2 separate regions of the Mus musculus genome follow, and region 2 is linked to region 1. Evidence: chromatin contacts called from public promoter capture Hi-C data. All regions are on one chromosome and are shown on one strand. The core of a region is the stretch at or near the end of the contact, and the rest is flanking DNA. Distances in the headings are between cores, read along the strand shown. Region 1 overlaps Fli1 (Friend leukemia integration 1). Region 2 overlaps Gm27166 (a long non-coding RNA gene).

Region 1 (3,347 bases), core at 372-2,871:
GGGCAGAGGTCAGAGACAACACATGCAGAGTTGGTTTCTTCTACCATGTAGGTTCTGTGATTTGAACTCAGATCTTCAAGGTTTAGTAACAAGTGACTTTTCTCACTGAGCCATCTCCCTGGCCCAGTGTGTTCATGCAAAGGATGTAGGTGGTCAGTGCCTTAGTAAAGAATGGACCTGAATTCTGTGAGTCGTTCTGCCTTCTCCCAGTTGCTCATTGATTCTCTGACTTATGGAGGATTTGCTCCATACAATAAACCTTCCAGAATCTTGGAAATATGATAGCCAAGGGGCGCCAATCACACCTGCAGATGAGCAGTAGAGTCTCAGAAAGTCGCCCTGCTGCCTCCTGCACACACCCTCTCCATCGGAGTTCAGAATGACATCATCCGAGAGGTTATGGTGTAATGTGTGTGGGGGTGGGGGAGGGAGGGGTGTCTCTGGAAAAGCTGGATGTGGATATAGAAATGTAGGAGGGGCAACTCTGATTCTGGGGTGTGTGTAGGCACTGCCATATGCCTCCACGTGTGTTCTGGGTGGTATTTTGAAAAAGGTGAGTCCCTATACACGTGAACAAAGTGTCAGCGGGTGGCATGTGTGACCCTTGGGTAGGTCTCCAGCACTGGAGACAATGTGCTTAGGCACTTCATGGTGAGACTGGAATCTCAGGTATGGAGCCCAAAGCAGGAGCCAGGAATTTGCCTCAAAATACTAAGGCCCAGTGGTAGTGGGGTGGAGCTAAAGTGAGATTGGCCATGGCTTTTAATTGTTCAGCAGAGCAATGGGCCCCAGTAAGGCTTCACTGGACTTTTTCCCTTTTATGTATCTTGGAATTTTTCTGTGACTGTAAAGACAATGATAAGTTTTATCTGAGTGGGAGGACAGTTAAACGAGCAGAATGTCTGCATTCCACACCTGTGTACAGTGAACGAGGGTGGCGTGCTCTTGGGAGGCCCACATTCAGACTGTGAGTCTATGGGGAGGGGAGAGTAGGTGAACATAGAAACAAGAATAGAAATGATGTGGTGTGTGTGTGTGTGTGTGTGTGTGTGTGTGTGTGTGTGTGTGTGCCTGTCTGTCTGTATGTGTGTATGTCTGTGTCTGTATCTGTGTGTGTGTCTGCCTGTCTGTGTCTGTGTATGTCTGTGTCTGTATCTATGTGTGTGTGCTTGTGTGTGGGTGAGGGTGTGTAATTGTGTGTTTCTCAGCTATTTCTGTGGTCCAGAGGCAAGATTTGTGATTATAGATAAACAGTAGCTTTCTCTCTCTGGTTTGTATTTGGTTTTGTTTTTAACTTAAAAAAAAAATCCAGAGTTAATGTCTTGTCTGTTTCCTATCTGACCCTCTTTAAGAGATGTGTTTGATTTTTAAAAATTTTTATTTTTACTTACTTATTTTCGAGAAAAAGTGGCAGAGAAAGAGAGACAGAGAGGCAGAGAGGCAGAGAGAGACACACACAGAGAGAGAGAGAGATTGAGAAACTGGAAACAAAGAATCGTTGTCTCTGAGCCCTGGCAGGCAGGAAACCCCAATCTCAGGGGAGTCCAGCCAGCCAGCCCGGCCCTGGAGTCAGACTCCAAGTTTCTGAATTCAATTTGACAGCTTGTCTGGGACACTTTCTAAGTAACCATTATCCTTCCTTTCTCTAAGTAAAAGAACTGTTATTCCTGTCCCAGGGTGTGCTGTGTGCTCTGTTATTGCACACGTGTGGCCATACGATGACGAGCACACGGTCTCTAAAATTACTGGAAACAGTTTTCATGTTCCCTAAGACAAGTGTAAATTTGTTCCAGGCTAATGAGCAAAAGATTTGAAGTCTCATTCCCCAACCTGGTGAGAAGTAGGTAGATGGGCGAGGGGGGATGAGGGGAGGGGAGCATTTGCCCTGGTGTTGTGCATGTACACACTATTCTTACTAGGATTTCTTTGAAGTACACACACACACACACACACACACACACACATCCTTCACTGACCACTATCCTCAGCGTAAGCATAAGTTCTCTCCCTCTCTCGTCCACACTCACATCAGCCTAGAGCTGCAGGTTGCAAGGAGATGACTCCTCTGTGTTCAATCTGCAGGCCCTGGAAGCAGGACCACACTGGGTTCTTTGGATCTTTGACATGGTGTTGTGAGGGATTAGGCAGCAGCCACCCCCTCTGTTCATACTTGAAATCCAGGGGCAACGTGTAAGTTTATGTCACAGCACCTTCTGGACAACTGTGGATGCTTGCTCTCTTGGGTCTGCCCTCGAGTCTGAATGGAACTGTACCTACTATGCCTTCAGTCAAGCTTGGGACTGTCTCTCCACTTACCCCACCCCTACCCAGGGACCTGCCGCCCCTTCAGAGGCCTTGGCCCTATAGCTTTGCCTGGTTCTAGTCTCCTCTGCCCCTTTTATGAGGTGTTTTGTTTGTACCCACTCTTTCTCCAATTTAGTAGTGTTTAGTATTGGACAGATTCCAGAGGACAGTTTTTTCCTCTCAAATGACTAAAGCACCCTGGAGCTAGAAACCATTGGATGGGCAGATGAAAGTCACCCTTAACCCACTCCCTAAAAGGTCACTGTAAGCCAGCCCTCCAAGATGCTTCTATGGGGAGACTGGCTTTTTCTCCTGTGGGGGTTGCAGGGGGTACCCTCTCCCCTCCCCTCCCCTCCTCTCCCCTCCCCTCCCCTCCCCTCCCCTCCCCTCCCCTCCTCTCTGCTAACCCTCACTTCCCACTTGATATGATCAACCCTGAAGCTGTAAAGGGTCCCATCCCAAAATAACAAGGGAAAATGTCTCATCGTGTAGCTGTCCATGCTTAGGAGCTCGTGGTCCCTTTGACCCAAATGCTACTTGCTATTTTATCAGCTAAACTCTCTTTCAAGTGTGGCCTCTCAGTCTGTGGCTGTGCAAAGGGGAACCACAGGAAAAAGTGATCCTCCAGAATACTACTACCACTCCTTCCCCTTCCCCTTCCCCTTCTCCTCCTCCTTCTCTTTCTTTCTTTCTTTCTTTCTTTCTTTCTTTCTTTCTTTCTTTCTTTCTTTCTTTCTTTCTTTCTTTCCTTCCTTCCTTCCTTCCTTCCTTCCTTCCTTCCTTCTTTCCTGTTTCTATCTTTTTTCCTTTATAACATATTTATTAAATACTTAGTCATGGAAGATTTTTCTATGCCATAAAACCTTATTAGTTTAATGCTATCATTATTCCCATTTTATAGATGAGAAGCCCAAATCACCATGTTGGTTTGAAGCAGGGCAGAATCTGTTCTCACAGTCTCCTCCCCAGCCGAGGTAGAAGACAGGCTCTGAAATTTCCTCTTGTATTTCGACCCAACTATGTCTTAATTACTACTGATGCTG
Region 2 (3,512 bases), core at 512-3,011, 630 kb before region 1:
TCCACAGCTCCTTTCTCCACAAGTGAAGTATCTTTATCCCCACTTTATATGACTGTCTATTAATGCAAAAAGAAATAGAAAATGAACATAGAGAAAAATCTGCTCTGGGTGAACCATTCAGCTGTCCAGATGTGCCCTTCAACATTCATGTAGGAAAACAGAAGTGTGTGTATTTGTGTTTATCAGATACCTTCTCTGGAATGAGTCTGCTATTATGTTTGTAGTTTTTGTAAATATGCCATGTAGCATAAAATACAATATTGAAACGCTTCCTTTGTAGGTTATGAATGCCCTCCATGCTCCTAATTCCAATTCACATACAATTTCTATGGTGTCTAGTATATACTTTTTCCTGTTAGCCTATTGGATAGCATATCCTTCAGACACACTTCCTTATGAGAACTCTTCGAGTTTGACATCTGCAGTTGGAACACCTGAAGCCTCAGTCTTGAGCCTCCTCCTCCTTTCAAACTATTCTTTCTTTCAAAATTACTGACTTTGCTTTTTATATGAAATTCCATCTTTATGATAAACTAATATTTCTCAGGTTGCCCCGTTTCAGTTCAGGGCATGGTATTTTCTATTACTTGAGAAAAATTATAGATCAACGTTATCATCTGCTTGCAACACACCACCAAACTTCACCTACTCTTGCTCTCTTGACATCTCTTTAAACCATCCATTGCATTTCCATTGTTGATATCCACATGCTGCCCACAACCACCACTCATTTAGATATCCAAGGTTTGCTTTGCTTCTATTCCGTGAAAGAAATATTTAAGGCTTAAGAGGAAATGGGAATCCTCTATTTTGTTTAACTTCTTTCTTGAGGTTTCCTTCTCATTCTATAAAACTTTCCCACTCCTCCTAGAGCAGCTACAGTGGCCTTCCTAATATTCCTGGAATTCAACAAGACCTTTTCTCTAATCTGTTGCTCACTTGGTGTAAAGTGCTGGTACCCATTTGAAGCTAATCTCTTCTCTATTGGAAGTCCCCAGAGAAGTCTCTGACTCAGAACATGGGTACCTCTCAGACCATGACACTTGTTGTGCATTCATATTTTCTTCACTATGACTACAAAGTTACAAAGTCCATATACAAACCATGGACTCCATAAAAAAATAAAACACTACTTGATTAACCACTGTAAAATCAATGAGAAACTGTGATCTACTAAGCTTTCAATGATTACATGCTCCGTGGATAAACTAATGCATTAATGTATGAATAACAACAAAGACAAAAACAACAACAAAACTAAAACACACACTCCATGTGTCTCCACCTTCCCACCCTCTTCCCCAGTGTACTTTATTTATCTTGAGATTTTGCTGAGATTTCTTCCCATCAGGAATATTTCTCCCAGGTCTAATTATACCTGAGATTACTTGGTTTCATCTGCAGCCCTGGCCAAGCCACTAGGTTTCCTTGCATGTTAATCAAGCCATCTGGAAAACAGGGCATGAAATTGTAAGTCCCTGACTAGAAGCAGATGCGGCAACTGAGCTGAGCTGTGTTTCCTTTTCAAGAACTAATTGCACACATGCTACAATATGGAGAAAAACATTATAAATCAATTAGGCTATCACAGCAACATTGTGCTCTGTAAATAGAGAGCTAGGCCTTGGCGCTGGGAGAGGAAGATAGGAACACCTGATTCTCCTTCAAATGCCCTTGGCTAATCACGGTTTTACATTTAGTTGTCGATCCCCTAATCCAGGTTACTAGGAAGGTCAGTTTACTGACATTTGTCAAGGGAGTTGATTTTTCAGAGTCAGAAGAGGGGCATTGCTGAAGGGGGAGGAGAGTGGTTAAAAGTATCATAAATGTCATACTTTTTTCAGTACCTGGAGTTAAGGCTAGTGGGCACTTTAGAACAAGGATGACAGAAACAAAGGGATGTGAGCCATGGAGTAGCCAGCTGCTTTGTCCTAAAGGCCTCCAAATGTCCAAGAGTTGAGGGACATTGAGGTGGGCATAACAGGAATTAGGCAAGCCTGGGTTTGAATTTGGGGCAGAGCAAGCTTAAGAGGAACATGTTGCAAAAGGCCCTTCCTGGTCTGCTTCTCTTCCTTTCTGCTTGCTTTGTGTTTGTGTTCATGGAACTTCGACTCTCACGTAGTGAGTATACACTTGAATGTACTGCTTAGGTTAAAGAGATCAAGGTTGGATTCCCAAGCCTAATCCAGTAGTCCAGAGAAGCAGGGGGCAAAAGGAAGGCTGAGACTTTATGGCTGGAGAGATGACTCAGTAGATTACTGCTCAAGCACAAGAATGTGGGTTCACATCCCTGATACTCACAGAAATGTTGGTTGTGTAATCCCAGCACACAAGAGGGGATCCAAGTTTAGGTAGATGTCCTAGGTAGAGCTGCTATTGCTGTATGAAACACCCTAACTAAAGCAACTTGGGAAGGAATGGGTTGGCTTGGCTCACACTTCCAAATCACTATTTATCATCCAAGGAAGTCAGGGCAGGAACTCCATCATGCAAGAAACTTGGAAGCAAGAGCTAATGGAGAGGCCATGGAGTGGTGCTTCTTATTGGCTTGCTTTCTCTGGTTTGCTCAGTCTCTTTTCTTATAGAACCCAGGACCATGAGTGGCAACAGCCACAGTAGACTGGTCCCCTCCCCATCAATCACTAATTAATAAAATGCTTGCCATGCTTGCCCACAGCTAGATGTTTTGGAGACATTTTTGAAATCAAAGTTCCCTCCAGTCAGATGACTCTAGCCTGTATCATGGTGAAGTAAAACCAGCCAGCACAACCGACTAGTTAATGGGCAAGCTCAGGCTCAGTTCAGAGACACTGCCTCAAAATACAAAGTGGAGATCAAGGGAAGGAGACACCCAACATCAGTCTTTGACTTCTATACATGTGCTACATATGTATGTGTACATGTTACATACATATGTACCCACACTCACACATGCCTGCATGCACACACACAAGAAAGAAAGGAAGGAAGGAAGGGAGGGAGAGAGGGAGGGAGGGAGGGAAGGAGGGAGGGAGGGAGGAAGGGAGGAAGGGAGGAAGGGAGGAAGGGAGGAAGGGAGGAAGGGAGGAAGGGAGGAAGGGAGGAAGGGAGGAAGGGAGGAAGGGAGGAAGGGAGGAAGGGAGGAAGGGAGGAAGGGCAAGACTTCTGCTAGAGAGGTTTTTTTTTTTTTAAAGAAATAGACTCAATATGGATCTTGAAGATGCCTGTAAAGACAACTGTTAACTGCTGAGTTAGTTTATAGGGCATAAACTGTTGGTGTGTACATGGCCAGCAGGATCAAAGCTATTCAAAGCTGCCTCAGGCATTTGGTAATAAGCTCTTCTCTATGTCATATTTGACTTTGCCTTATCAAACAGTTGACTCATCCCTGGCTATGCTTTAGAAACACATTAGAAGCTTCAAGAATTTAGCTGTGTCCCTGTGATCACTGTAGGTAGCTCCTAGGCATTGGTTCTTTTAAAGCCAACTCTAGAAAAGTCTATCACACAACTTCTTTTGGACTAGAGAACAAC

What was found. Promoter capture Hi-C pulls out the DNA fragments that hold promoters and counts their contacts.
Region 2: a promoter capture Hi-C map of frontonasal cranial neural crest shows a contact between it and region 1. The contact joins two enhancer-like sites. A contact is called at or near these places in 7 of 39 promoter capture datasets (cranial neural crest, frontonasal cranial neural crest, maxillary cranial neural crest and 4 more), 1 of 484 Hi-C or Micro-C datasets (B cells) and 1 of 115 datasets of contacts at active chromatin or transcription factors (stem cell-derived neural progenitor cells).

Annotation. Positions count from the first base shown.
Region 1 is chr9:32,442,270-32,445,616 of GRCm38.p6, reverse strand. The region is part of intron 5 of Fli1 (Friend leukemia integration 1); the gene reads left to right. Among named protein-coding and RNA genes, the nearest start is that of Gm22060, 3.0 kb to the left of the region's middle. Within about 2 kb of position 1,621, at least 11 of the 459 cell types and tissues checked have an H3K27ac peak or open chromatin away from gene starts, as enhancers often do.
Region 2 is chr9:33,068,295-33,071,806 of GRCm38.p6, reverse strand. All of the region lies in intron 1 of Gm27166 (a long non-coding RNA gene), which reads right to left. Among named protein-coding and RNA genes, the nearest start is that of Gm27166, 38 kb to the right of the region's middle. Within about 2 kb of position 1,761, at least 1 of the 459 cell types and tissues checked has an H3K27ac peak or open chromatin away from gene starts, as enhancers often do.